2 separate regions of the Rattus norvegicus genome follow, and region 2 is linked to region 1. Evidence: chromatin contacts called from public Hi-C data. All regions are on one chromosome and are shown on one strand. The core of a region is the stretch at or near the end of the contact, and the rest is flanking DNA. Distances in the headings are between cores, read along the strand shown.

Region 1 (6,243 bases), core at 1,134-3,633:
GAAAACGCCTAGAGGGTCTTTTTAAAACCTGTTCTTGATTTTTACACAGATGAGCCCCTTGGAAGTAAATGTCACAGCAGAACATCACAGAATGTAAAAATGTCTAACTTTACTACTTAATTCATGGAATCAAGCCATTGTAGTAACCATGCTTACTTTGCTTTGGGGAAACAAATCACATACCTAGTTGTGTCTTCTCTAATCCTAGTACTTGGAATGCCGAGTTCAGGCAGAGGACCCAGAGGACCTTTGGGCTTGGAATTTTACCACTAGTGACTTCTTGGGAGGCCAGACTCATCCTTATCAGTTTATCTACAAAGTGTGTTTGTTGGAGGAAACACAGTTGTATGGAAAACTAAGAATGCACCTCGGATGTGCTGTTATTATCCTCTCAAATTACAGTTCTTAAAGAATTTTTCGTTTCTTATCTAATTTTGGAACCTCTTGAATGTTGAATGAAATGACCCAGTTTGTTTAAACTAATAGTTTCTCAATCAGGTGGACAATATTGAAAGCCATAGCCATAATCATATACTGAAGACCATATCCTAGTTAACAGTTCCTCATGTTCCTTTCCTATTGGGGTCAGATTATTTAAATACTTAAGCGTGCTTTTTTGTCGCTGTTGGTAGGGAAGTCTAGGTTGCTAGGAAGAAACTTTAGCCGTTATGGAAAATAGACAAAAATCTGAAGATAATGTAAATTGCCTAGTTACTTTAGTTGCCAACTGTGAACATTTTGCTTTATTTCATTGCAGTAATTATACTTTATATCTCAAAACATAATTGGGATCAAAAGAAGTGTTTGGGGGACGCGTTGGCTGGGAGGGTATCAGGAGGTCCAGTGGATCAGCACCGTTCTTCGTGGACAGGGGTAGAGGGAATGGAAAATTTCCCCTAAAGACCACTTGTTTCATATTCTAGGCGACCAGTCCTCGCCCACATTTCAAGTTATTCTGCTGAAGTCCACCTTTGCTTACTCAAATTCCCACCCCCATCTTCGGCGGGGATTGAGGAGGTGGTTGTCGCTTCCAAGCCTCCAGAGGACTTCTAACCTGAACCATGGGCACAGTCGCTCGCTGAGGGACACTCCATGTCTCCTCGGAAGAGTGGTCACCAGCACAGTCCCTGTCTTCAGAGGCCAGCCCTTCCTGGACCTCCCGCCTTTGTCATTACAAGTCTAGCTTCCGGTTCTGGGATACCCGGTTCTGCAGTCAGAGAGACATAGTTGTTGGGGTCCGGGTCCAAATCCTGCCTCTCGGGAGATCCTGGCGGGTCTCTGTGGGAGTGGAGACTGCCTCGGGTGGCCGAAGTAATCACTCACTTTCGAGTCCCGAGCCGGGAGAAATATGTCCCATCTCGCTAGCCCTACGAAGGGCCTGGCGTGGACCGTACCATTGTGTTACGTGCCGGAGGGGGAGGCGCTCAGGTACAGCTCCCGGCTCCACAGCGAGCAGCCGTGCCGCCCAAGAAACTAACATTCAGTGAACTCACGTCATTGTCTCATTGTTCCCGGAAGCCGGCCTCCAACGCAGAATTGACAATCCGCTAGATCTGGGCCTCTGGATTCGCCGCTCACCCCCGCGGTTCTCCCCGACCCGCCTGCTGCCCACGTGCGCCCGGGAGAGCTCCTTCGGGCTCCTAGCGGGGTGAGAGCCGTACGAGGTCTGGAAGCGCCGCTCTCAGGGCTGGGCGGGGCGGGGCGGGGCGGGGCGGGGCGAGCGCGAGCGGAGCCGGGAGCTTCCGAGCGGAGCCGAGCCGAGCCGAGCCGAGCTGCGAGGTGCCGGGGAGAGGCAGGCAGAGCCTGCCGGCGGCTCCGCACCCATCGTGCTGCGTTTCCCGGCTCGGTGTCCCCCTGCCTTTGCCCAGGCACCGGCAAAACTTTTATTGTCTCGGGGACCCCCCTGGATGTGTGACGAAATCGCAGCGTTCCGCTGTCTCGTCCCCAAGCTCGCCTGCAACGGCGATCGAGGGAACGTGCAACCCTCGCAGCCGGGCTCTTGCGCCCTGCGCTTCCTCACCTGCCGATCGCTCCCGGGAACTGCGAGGGGGGGATCCCCAACGGGACCGCGCGGGCAACGGCACCCCGAAATCCTGTTCACCGTTGCTGAGCGGCTCGGCGCAACTTTAACTTGATTCCTGTCGCCCACCCGCGGTACCCGCGGCGGCCGCCGCCGCCGCCGTCGCTGCGGTCTCACAAAGAGCGCGGGGAGGGAAGGCGGCGCGGGCGGCGGGCACGGGCCTTCGGGCTGCCCAGACAAAAGGGAAACTGCCATCATTCTGGACGACTGTTGGGGGCCGCCGTGGGTTCATCCTATTGGCCCGGGCTGCCTCTCCGCCTTGGTCCCCGCGGGCTGTGCCCGCAGTACTCGGACCCCGCGAGCTGCGGGGCGCGCGTTGCTGCTGCTGGTCGGGCTCTAGGGATAATAAATGATAGAGGATACAATGACTTTGCTGTCTCTGCTGGGTCGCATCATGCGCTACTTCTTACTGAGACCCGAGACGCTTTTTCTGCTGTGCATCAGCTTGGCTCTGTGGAGTTACTTCTTCCACACGGACGAAGTGAAGACCATCGTCAAGTCCAGCCGGGACGCGGTGAAGATGGTGAAGGGCAAGGTGGCCGAGATTATGCAGAACGATCGTCTTGGAGGACTTGATGTGCTGGAGGCCGAGTTTTCCAAGACCTGGGAATTCAAGAGCCATAATGTTGCGGTGTACTCCATCCAGGGCCGGAGAGACCACATGGAAGATCGCTTCGAAGTTCTAACGGATCTGGCCAACAAGACGCACCCGTCCATCTTCGGAATCTTTGACGGTCACGGCGGCGAGGTAGGAGTTCTCTGGGTTTATGTGTGTGTAAATAACCAGGCGTCTAGTGCGTGGCGCGGGTCGGATCTGGGCGAGAGGGGCGTGGTGATGACAAAGGCGAGTGAAGTTCCCAAGACCCTGCCAAGGAATTCTTGGATACGAGAGCGTTCAGTTTAGCCGAGAGACACACACTGGATATTCCGTGGCATTTTTAATATAAAGTTCCCAAGGTCAGAGGCCAGTTAATAACTGCTAGTTTTCCGGGGAGAATGAGTAATAGATGCAGTGAATTTTATCACCGGGCCTCAGTGTCCCGATTCTAGAGTTCGAGGCGGGTTAAGGAAGATAGTGTCTTCCGTGTACCCCTAAGGGAAGAAGCCTGCACCAGTTGGGTAGATCCTGTGAAGGAAGCTGTGACTTATATTCCCTTCGCGCTAGGGAAGGACTCCCTAGCTGCAACGCTTCTTTTCAACTCTGCCAACTTTGCTAGAGCAATCGGACCGGGGACAGGGTGCCTCGCTGGTGGTGGGATTTGGTTGCCTAGCCTTTGCAGAGGTGGCTGTACGCGCAGAGCCGGCGGTAGCCACACCTGACCTCTGTGCGGTGGCCAGCTTGGGGATACTGATGTCCTCTTCCTTCTATAAGCCTCTGTTTGGGGTTTATCTGGGAGCAGGAAATAGGCTAAAGCCCGCTATAGGTCGTACTGGCTTATTTCTGTGACATTCGACACTCTGGGCGTGTGGAGTCTCAGGTTTCCCAGAGGTCCTGCCCTTGGCCTTCTGCCCAGAGGAAGTGAGTGTTAAAATGTGTCTCCAGAGCAACTCCTGACATCTGCCTCAGTTGGACACTTGTAACTGTTGCATTGCTTCACGCTTCCCTACGTCTTTCTTGGCAGTATTCCTTTCTCCCTTTACCCTCCCTTCCTCTTCCTCTTTCCTTCGCAGTCTTACGGTTCTTCAGCTCCTGGATGGGTTCCAGGGAGCTGTGTTTACTTGTTCTTGGTCTGAGGAAGCTTTCAGTTGGTTGTCTTATCTGTGCTCTCCACTCACCGTTTGCAAATGTTGCCCAGGTACAGTGAGAATACCAAACATTTCAAACATTTGGAAAACTTAGGTGATAAGACTGGAATTAATCTTTAAACAAACAAACAAACAAACAAACAAAGGGGTGCCCTTTGCCCATTTATAATGTGTTCTTCAGAATGAAAGTTTCTCATTCATTGTACTTTTGTAGTCTCAGGATGGTTTGGAGTTCTCCTCCCCTTGGCCACAGGATAGCTCAAAGACAGGAGGCTAATTGAGATAGGAGACACTGCAGAGTGAGCAAAAAGATACCAATTACTAAGGGTGGCTGTTTAATGACGGAGTCATAATGTCATTTTATGTGCCTAGACTCAGTGGGGGGGAAGCAAGCTGTGAGCCTCTCCCCTGTAAATAATTTAATAAACATAGTTATTATAAATCTGCAGTAGAACAGTTGCAGATAATCTGCTTCTGGCTTTTGAAAGCACACCTTTGGAAGTTTCGATGGAATAGCAGTGTTGTAGAACACCGGGCAGTGTAGAACACTAAATGTGACATTGGCACTTGCACTCGATTGAACGATTACATTTGTCTGCAGAGCGAAAAGTTTCAGCTGAAACGTTCCTAGCAGTGTCTGGATAAATACGCTGCCCTGGAAAGGCTGCAGTGGACACTTTCCTTTAATTCAAAGTGTTTTCCACTTTCACTGCACACATCTAAATAAGTGTTAAGTGAGAAGGTGACCACTATTAGCCAAACCGTGAAATGCCTTTTATGGTGCCTAACGTTCAAATTCTTGCTGTTTGCAAAATAGTTAACATTATCAATTCTCACAAAAATAGAGTAGCTGTAGTTTCTCCTCCAATCAGGTGCAGTCAGGTAAGTGTCTCTGCATTTGTTTTACCTGAAGAAAGAAAAAAATCGGGAGTTCTATAAATGTGCTATTGGGATGGTGATAGTAACAGATACTGCTGAGTGACTTCTCTCTTGCTTTTTTTCTTTTTTTATTCTCTTGTTACATCGTTTTAAGGCAGTCCCAGCATCTAGTTCCTGCCATTTGTGTTCTTGGTTCCTTTAGCATTCACCAGAGGAGGGTGCCACTGCGTGATATATCTATATCTATAGGTTGAGATATATATATATATATATATATATATATGTGTGTGTGTGTGTGTGTTTATATATATATATGTATATATATATATGTTGATAGTTACAGCCTCTCAGAAAAGGTGCCTTTTTCTGGATGTAAGTACACATACATGGCCATACACAACACAGAGGTTAAATGAGTTGTATTTTTTTTTCCCCCCGGAGCTGGGTACCGAACCCAGGGCCTTGGCGCTTGCTAGGCAAGCGCTCTACCACTGAGCTAAATCCCCATCCCCAAATGAGTTGTATTTTATTCGTGATAGTTCATACTGATAAAATAAGCCACACAGATTTAGACTCAGAAGGGAACTTGACTTGTGCTTATATATTTCATCCTTATCAATTCATCCCGTTCTTTAGACGAGGTGCAGATAGCTAGAGAAATTGTGCCCTCCCTCAGGCTACATGGCCAGTCTGAGGCTTTTGGTTTGTTGGTCTTTTCACTGGATAGTAGGCTTGCGTATTTACCTAGATGCATTAGCCCTCTAGGGATACAAAAGTGACCGGACAGAACTTCTGCCCTCCTGAGAAATCCCCGTCTAATAAGAGTGACTGTTAGACCAAAAGTGACCCTGCAGTGTGCTTCCAGTGTTCTGGGAACTTCATTTACACCAGACTGAGAAGTAGGGGAGGTAAAGCTCCAGGAGGTCACCATTGACTATAAGAAGATGAAGAGGGAAGGCTATTTGTGGTTAAACATCGGGTCTGGCTATGGGGCGTAGGCTGGCAGGGGCTGGCCCTTCTCCTGCTTTAATCTGCCCAGTGCCGAGCTCAGAGCCACACGTGCCCTGAAAAAGTGTGTGCTTGACTCAGGTGCTGGCTTTGAATCTCTGTTTCTTCACGTCAGCTGTGACCTTGGGCCACTTGCTTAAGCAGCTTCTGGGAGCAGTTTATCTAAAGAAAACAAAAAACAAAAAAGAGAGGGGGTGATAATGAATTCGAGGTGAATCAGCCCTACTGTGTTGGAAGGACTCAATGGAGAGTTACTGAAGACAGCTCAAACAGCTGGAAGTCTGCCATGCTGTGGCAGCCATAGCCAAGGGAGGGATGGTTTACCTGTGCGAGTTTCAACTTTCGTCATTAGAAAGATGTTTGTGAGGCACCCAGGACTAATTCTCTGTGCCTTCTTTCTAACATCTGGTAAAACCTCTGATTATTAGCTAAGGCTTCTATGAACATTGAGAAAGTAGCATTCTGGTTATCAGGTTTGTGGTTTCTGATGACTGAGAAGGAATATTCTCTGTGGTTAATTAATAAATTGG
Region 2 (6,243 bases), core at 1,159-3,658, 40 kb after region 1:
TCTCATTCCCCCCTCTTCTCCTCTGAGAGAGCGGGGCTGCTCTGGGTATCCCTGCATCCTGGCACATCAAGTCTCTGTAAGGCTAGGCAATCCTTTCCCACTGAGGCCAGCTAGAAGAACATATCCCATGTATAGGCAACAGACTTTCAGACAGCCCCTGCTCCAGTTGTTCAGGACCCATGTGAAGACCAAGCTGCACATCTGCTACATATGTGTGTGTGTTTGTGGGGTGGGCAGGCTAGGTCCAGCCATGTATGTTCTTTGCTTGGTGGTTCAGTCTCTGAGAGCTCCAAGTGACTCTGTTGGTCTTTCCGTGTTGTTCCTATCCCCTTTGGGACCCGCAATCCTTTCCCCAACTGTTCCATAAGAGTCCCCAGTCTATATCCACTGTTTGGTTGTGTCACTTTTGACCCAAAATTTAAACTGTCTACAAGAAATGCAGGGACTGGAGATGGAGCAGAGACTGAGGGAAGGGCCAATAGATAACCAGGCCAACTAAAGACCCATTCCATGGGCAAGCACCAATCCATGACATTATTAATGACACTGTGTTATGCTTGCAGACAGGAGCCTAGCATGGCTGTCCTCTGAGAGGCTCCACCTAGTAGCTGACTAAAAATACCTTTTCTATATCCATTTGGAAGATCATATGATTTGACCTTTATTCACTTGATATATCTAATTGATTGATTTGTATGTGTTGAGCTGTCAATATTCACCACAGTAAATCATTAGTGGTGAATAAATAATTAATGTTTATTAATTAATAATAAGAATCAATGGATTTTTGGATTATTTCTGTGCTTATCAATAATGCTGACCTTTGGATTTCTTTTTTGTCTTTCCTTCTCTGGTTTTGGTGGTCAAATAAAGCTGGCCTCATTCATTTAGAATTCTTTCCTTGTCTTACTTGAATACTTGAAGGTGAATTGATATCATTAATCCACATGTTCTTCTCTTTCGTCCTTCTGCTTTGAGATGGCCTCTCGCTGTCTAGGCCAAAAGAACCCAAACTTTTGATTCTCCTGCCTCAGCCTCCTGAGCACAGAGATTGCAGGCCTGTGCCACACTTGGCTGATGCTTTTGTTCTTGCTGTCAGAGGCCTGCGGCAGTAACGTGGTCAGCAGCACAGCGGTCAGCAATACAGCGGTCAGCAGCTATCTTTAAGTAGAACTCAGGAGTGAGTGGGTCTCACGCTGGGCTTCCCCCTTGGGCGGCTGACTGTATGACTGATTCAGTAACTCTCATGTTACTGGTCTTTTCAGGTTGTGTTTCTTCACGGTGGAATCTTGGTCCGTTTCTTCCAGGTTTTCCTACTAGTTGGCATGTGGTAGTGAGTAATGATCTTCTGTACCTTGTCGTGTGGATTGTAACCTCCTCCCCCCCCCTGATTTCATGGATCCGTGTCTTCCCCCCACCCCTCTCCCTCTCCCCACTCCACCCCCCTAGTCTAATTAAGGGTCTGCCTGCTCTATCTCTTTAAAGAAGGAGCTCATTGTCTCACGCTGTTTGCCTCATCAAAGTCTCTGTTTCCCGTACTCCTGTCCTGATTGCGCTGTTTCTTTACCTTGTAATTTTCCTGGTTCCCTGAGACGCAGCATCAGGTTTTCGCCAGAGCTGATCCTGTTTTTTGGTGCAGGTGTGGGTCGCTGGCCTCTTTCCCTGGGCCTGGATGCCTGCCGGATACAGGCCTTCGCTGATGTCCAAACGGTCTGCTGTGCCCCATCTCCAGTTTTACTTGTTTTAAGGACTTTAGAATCTCCTTAAACATTTCCTCTGAGCTCACTGGTTGTTTAAAAGCAGATCGTTACGGGGCTACTTGCACATTTTATGATCACTGTAGCAACATCCACATCCCTAAGTTGGGAAACTACCCTGGGAGGCTGTTGACGTAGGATACAGGGAACATGGTGCTTTTGTTACCTGTAGAGAAGGATGACATCATGCCATTTGAGGGAAAATGGCTGCAGATGGAGAGTTTCATATCACATGAAGTACGTCAGACACAGAAAGTCAAATATTGTATTTATTTCTCATTTGCGGATCCTGGATTTTCTGTGGATTTGTGAAATCATTCCTTCATATTTGTCAGAGTAGGAATGGACTGCCCAGGGGAACAAATGCCGTCTTGGAGGGCATTGCTGTGTACAGTAGACATGCAATAAAAAAGTAGGTTGCAAATTTCCATGCATTTGTTAAGTAGCTCTTTAAAACTTAGGATCATAACACTTGAGGGCTAAACAGCCCTAATGAACATGATCATTGAACCTTCGCTCTGAGGCTTTTTGCACTTGGAGTAAAGAAAAACTTTTTGACTGTATTTTGCAACGTGAGGGACCAAGAGATAGTGATATTTTATTTCTGGCACTCTGGAGTAGAGAGCTGCCAATTTAACACTGCTGGCCTGTGTCATCATGTGACGAGGAAAGTCTCTCTTCTTGCTCTGATATGTTCCACAGTGTTCAGAAAGCTCGAGTGTTCTCTTAACCAAACCTTCCTGGTTTAACCTTTCCTGCTCTCACCCTTGACTTTACTGACAGCACAGGCACTGTCACCAGCAAGGCCATCAGCACCTCCAGCGCCAGGTGGTTTGGGGGATCTGTGATGGTCCCTGTTCTGAGTCGTCACACGGCTGAGTTGTGGTATGCCCACTGAGCAAGTGGTAGAAATCTCTAGGCTGTTGTTTAGAACTGAGATTTCAGGATGCTGGGGTGACCCCTCACTGGTATTAGGCTTTTTTAGGATTAGGGCTATTTAACACAGGGAAGAGGTTCTCGTATGGTCATTAAGAAGAATAGTTTGCCAGTGGAGCCCTGAGTTAGGCTCTCGCTTTACTATTATTTACTTTCTCCTTCTCTCCGGTCTCCCCCATGCCCCGACACAGACCCTCAGTGTGTAGCCCTGGCTGGTCTCAAACGTGCTATGGCATTTGCACCTGTTCAAGACCATGCCGGCCTTGAACTCAACAGAGATCCATCTGTCTCTGCGAACTGAATGCTGGGATTAAAGGTGTGCACTGTCATGTCCAGCAAATTCACGCCCTTATTAAGTTCTCAGGGCTGTGGTGAGCAAGCCGGTTGAGAAAAGCATACACACGGGCACAAATGCTGGTGCACATTATGCTATAAGTAATAAACATCTTCGGTAAGGCTGCATTAGAAGACAGTGTGGTGTGATGGAAAGGACGTGGACTTTGGAAGTTAACAAAGGTCTGGGTTTCGAAATTTTTCCTGTGGCAAAAGCAGTAGTTCTCCTGAGGCAGCGTATTTTATTTCTAAGACCTCATTATATTTTTTATTATCTTTAATTATGTGTATGTCTGTGTGTAAGCACGCGTGTGTGAATTCATATCCACACAGGGGGCACCTTTGTTGCCTCCCTCGGGAGCCGGACTTACAGATCGTGTAGAACGGAGTGGACAAGTGAGCCCCCCGACATGGGTGCTGGGAATGGAGCCTCGGCTCCTGGATGAGAACACGTGCTCTCAACTGCCGTGTCTCCAGCCCCACCGAGAGTATTTTTGCAAAGTTAATTTTGTAAAGGAAATAAAACATAGTAAGGCATAAGAATTAGGCAAATCAGAGTCTCACAACGTTGCTCAGCCTAGCCTCAGACTTACGATCTTCCTGCCTTAATTTCCTGTGCAGGATTATAGGCGTGTACAACCATGCTTGACTTTAAAATTAAAAAAAAAAACCCGGTGCAACCCAGACTCATTGGAAGGAGAGCACAAACACAGCCTCAAAATAGAGAATGGGAAAATTCCCTTTATGGGTTTGCTGTTAGACTCCTGAGTTCCCTGGGAAGGGGAGAGAGGTGAGGAGAGACGGGTGCTGGTCAGCTGGTCTGACTGCATTTAAGGGAACCCTGAGATCAGGGACCACTGATGGAGAAGGCTGGTGGAGGATGATGGGGAGGATGGAGGAAACGACTCTGCCAGGTGAAGGAGCGCTCTGTCCTCTAGGCATGCGCAGACAGTTGTTGCCCCTGGTCTGTGTCCTTAATCCAGCTCTTCTTGGCAGGTCAGCCCCATTTTTCCTTCTGACCATTTGTGTAATAGTTTAACCAAAAATTATGCCCGTCTTGAGTAAGAACCTCCACATCCATATTTAAAAGAAACTACTGATTTAAAAAAAATGCTAATGTCTACATTGAGAAAAAAATTACTCATTAAAATGGCACAAGTCTGTGTTCACATCATTCTAGAGCTGAGACAGGAGGATCATGAGTTTGAGGGGTACTTGGGCCATACAGTGAGACCTTGTCAACCCTAAAAACAAAGAAAATTGCCATTGTAAGATCTAATGAAACCTGAAACGTTAGCATTTAGATGGGCTGCTGCGTGCACTGCTCGGTATTCCTGTTGGAGAACAGTCTTTCTCAGTGAATTTTACCACTGTTATTTTTTATTTAGCACTTTTGATTGTGTGTGACAACTGATAGATGGCGAAAAATTTTTTTTTCATGTCAGGCTTTGAGCTTTCATATTCAAATACATTTCCCCTCTTCTGCCTTTAGTGGCCTGAAGATTTTTCCTAGGTATTATTTAATCTTTAAAAAAATATCAGAAGGTTGTTTTTAAAAGTGTCTTCCTTGTTAAAGGTCCACTGTGCTTGTTGGATTATGTTATTGGATAATTTCAGGCTTCCAGAGATTTTGATATCCCAAAGTTCAACAGTGCAGCTTTGAAAGTAAGAATGCCTGAGAGAATTCCACTTCCACACCTAAAATTAGACATGACAGCAGAGACCAAAGGCACACATTTTACCAGACATGGTAATTATGTGTTTTCTTTTTTTTTTGAGAAAACTTGAAGAAGGAAAAAAACCAAGCAGTTAGCTCTTTATTTAAATAAACCGTATGTCTTTCTTTTTTGGCGGTCCTCGGTCTACTTATCTGGTTTGAGAATCAGTTGTAGCCAGTTATCTATGATGGGTCTAACATGACTGCAAACGTTGGTGTTTTTTAATAAATAGATGGGATTTTACTTTTCCCTGATCAAGTCTATGAAGTCACATAACTAATCTCATATACCAGTTTTTTATGTAGATAGCTGTGTTCGCAAAACAGACCTTTGTCAAGTTTAAGACAGGTGTTCTGTTTTTTGTTTTATTTTGTTTTAGTTTGTGTGTGTTTGTCTTTAGGAGATACTTGGAGTGTCTTGCAAGTGCTCTGTTTACCTCTCCAGATTTATTTCCCTGGCGACTTTAAAAACACACTCAACTTCTAGTGTGAAGAAATTCACGTTTGTGGTTGGCCCCCACAGTATTTGGCAGTATAGCATGTGAAAGGAAAGTGCTCTTCCCTCACATTTGCCAAATGACTGGGGGGTGGGGCGGGGGGGGAGGGGAGGTAACACAAAGACTGAGTATCCAAGTCAGGGAAGCTTCGAGGCAAAGCCCTCTTTGGGTTCAGGGTGACTTTCTTGTGACACCTGGGTTCTCCTCCACCCCACTTCTACCTCCCACCCCCTTTGTATCAGCCTGCCCTGTGGGAGACCATTGGCTGTGCTCCCAGCAGAGAAGGTTGTTCTTGTCCTGCTTGGCAGATCATCTGAGATTTTGATAACCACCTCTGTAATCCAGCTGCATGTGTAATTCAGAACTCACTGTAATTTACATCAGGTTAGAGCCTAATAAGTGTGATCATAACCTGCAACCTGAATATTTGCGATTTTTAGAAGTTAAGAAAGATTTGTATTAAGTTTGGCAAATGAAAGATTAGGGGGTTCGTTTCAGAAAGTCCCCCCTCCCCCACAACATCGCTGGAAAAGCCCTTGCACCCTTGGACTTCTCCGACTGTAACACCGCAGGGTAATGCACTTCAAACTGTTTTAATGCTGGAATCTTACACCACCTCCCTTGCCTAAAAGCCCTTCAGCAATTTTCTAGGAAAGGTGTAGCCTGCACCAGCAGCTTACAAGCAGAATCTACCCCGCAGACTCATTTATTAGTCCTGGTCAGATTTTAAAACCTGCAATTTCACTCAAGGACTAGATTCTGAGTATCCTTTGGAAATCTGGAGATTGTGTCAGTTTTGAGCTTTTTGTTTGCCAGATCTAAGAAAGCAATAGGCAATGGCCCGGCCCCCCCGCCCCCCTCACCCCTCATCCCGTGGGCTTCCTCACCAGCGCTCCCTCCCTGGACCGGTAAAACTGCTTTAGTTTGGCCAACATGCCTTGTGCTCAGCCTGCTTGTCCTGTTTCCATTGCGGGTCTCCAAGCTCATGGGAGACTGGATTCTT

Evidence for each region. A called contact is a pair of places that touch in the nucleus more often than the background predicts.
Region 2: a contact with region 1 is called in a Hi-C map of liver, with 2.1 times the contacts expected there. The contact joins the enhancer-like site here to the promoter of Ppm1l in region 1. A contact is called at or near these places in 2 of 12 Hi-C or Micro-C datasets (frontal cortex and liver).

What each region holds. Positions count from the first base shown.
Region 1 is chr2:155,874,222-155,880,464 of GRCr8, forward strand. It overlaps Ppm1l (protein phosphatase, Mg2+/Mn2+ dependent, 1L), which reads left to right and starts at 2,384. Exons shown (of 4, transcript NM_001107681.3): 1 at 2,384-2,828. The coding sequence starts at 2,430.
Region 2 is chr2:155,914,648-155,920,890 of GRCr8, forward strand. All of the region lies in intron 1 of Ppm1l (protein phosphatase, Mg2+/Mn2+ dependent, 1L), which reads left to right. Among named protein-coding and RNA genes, the nearest start is that of Ppm1l, 41 kb to the left of the region's middle. Within about 2 kb of position 2,409, at least 3 of the 93 cell types and tissues checked have an H3K27ac peak or open chromatin away from gene starts, as enhancers often do. A contact at or near this core is called in liver, where this site is marked.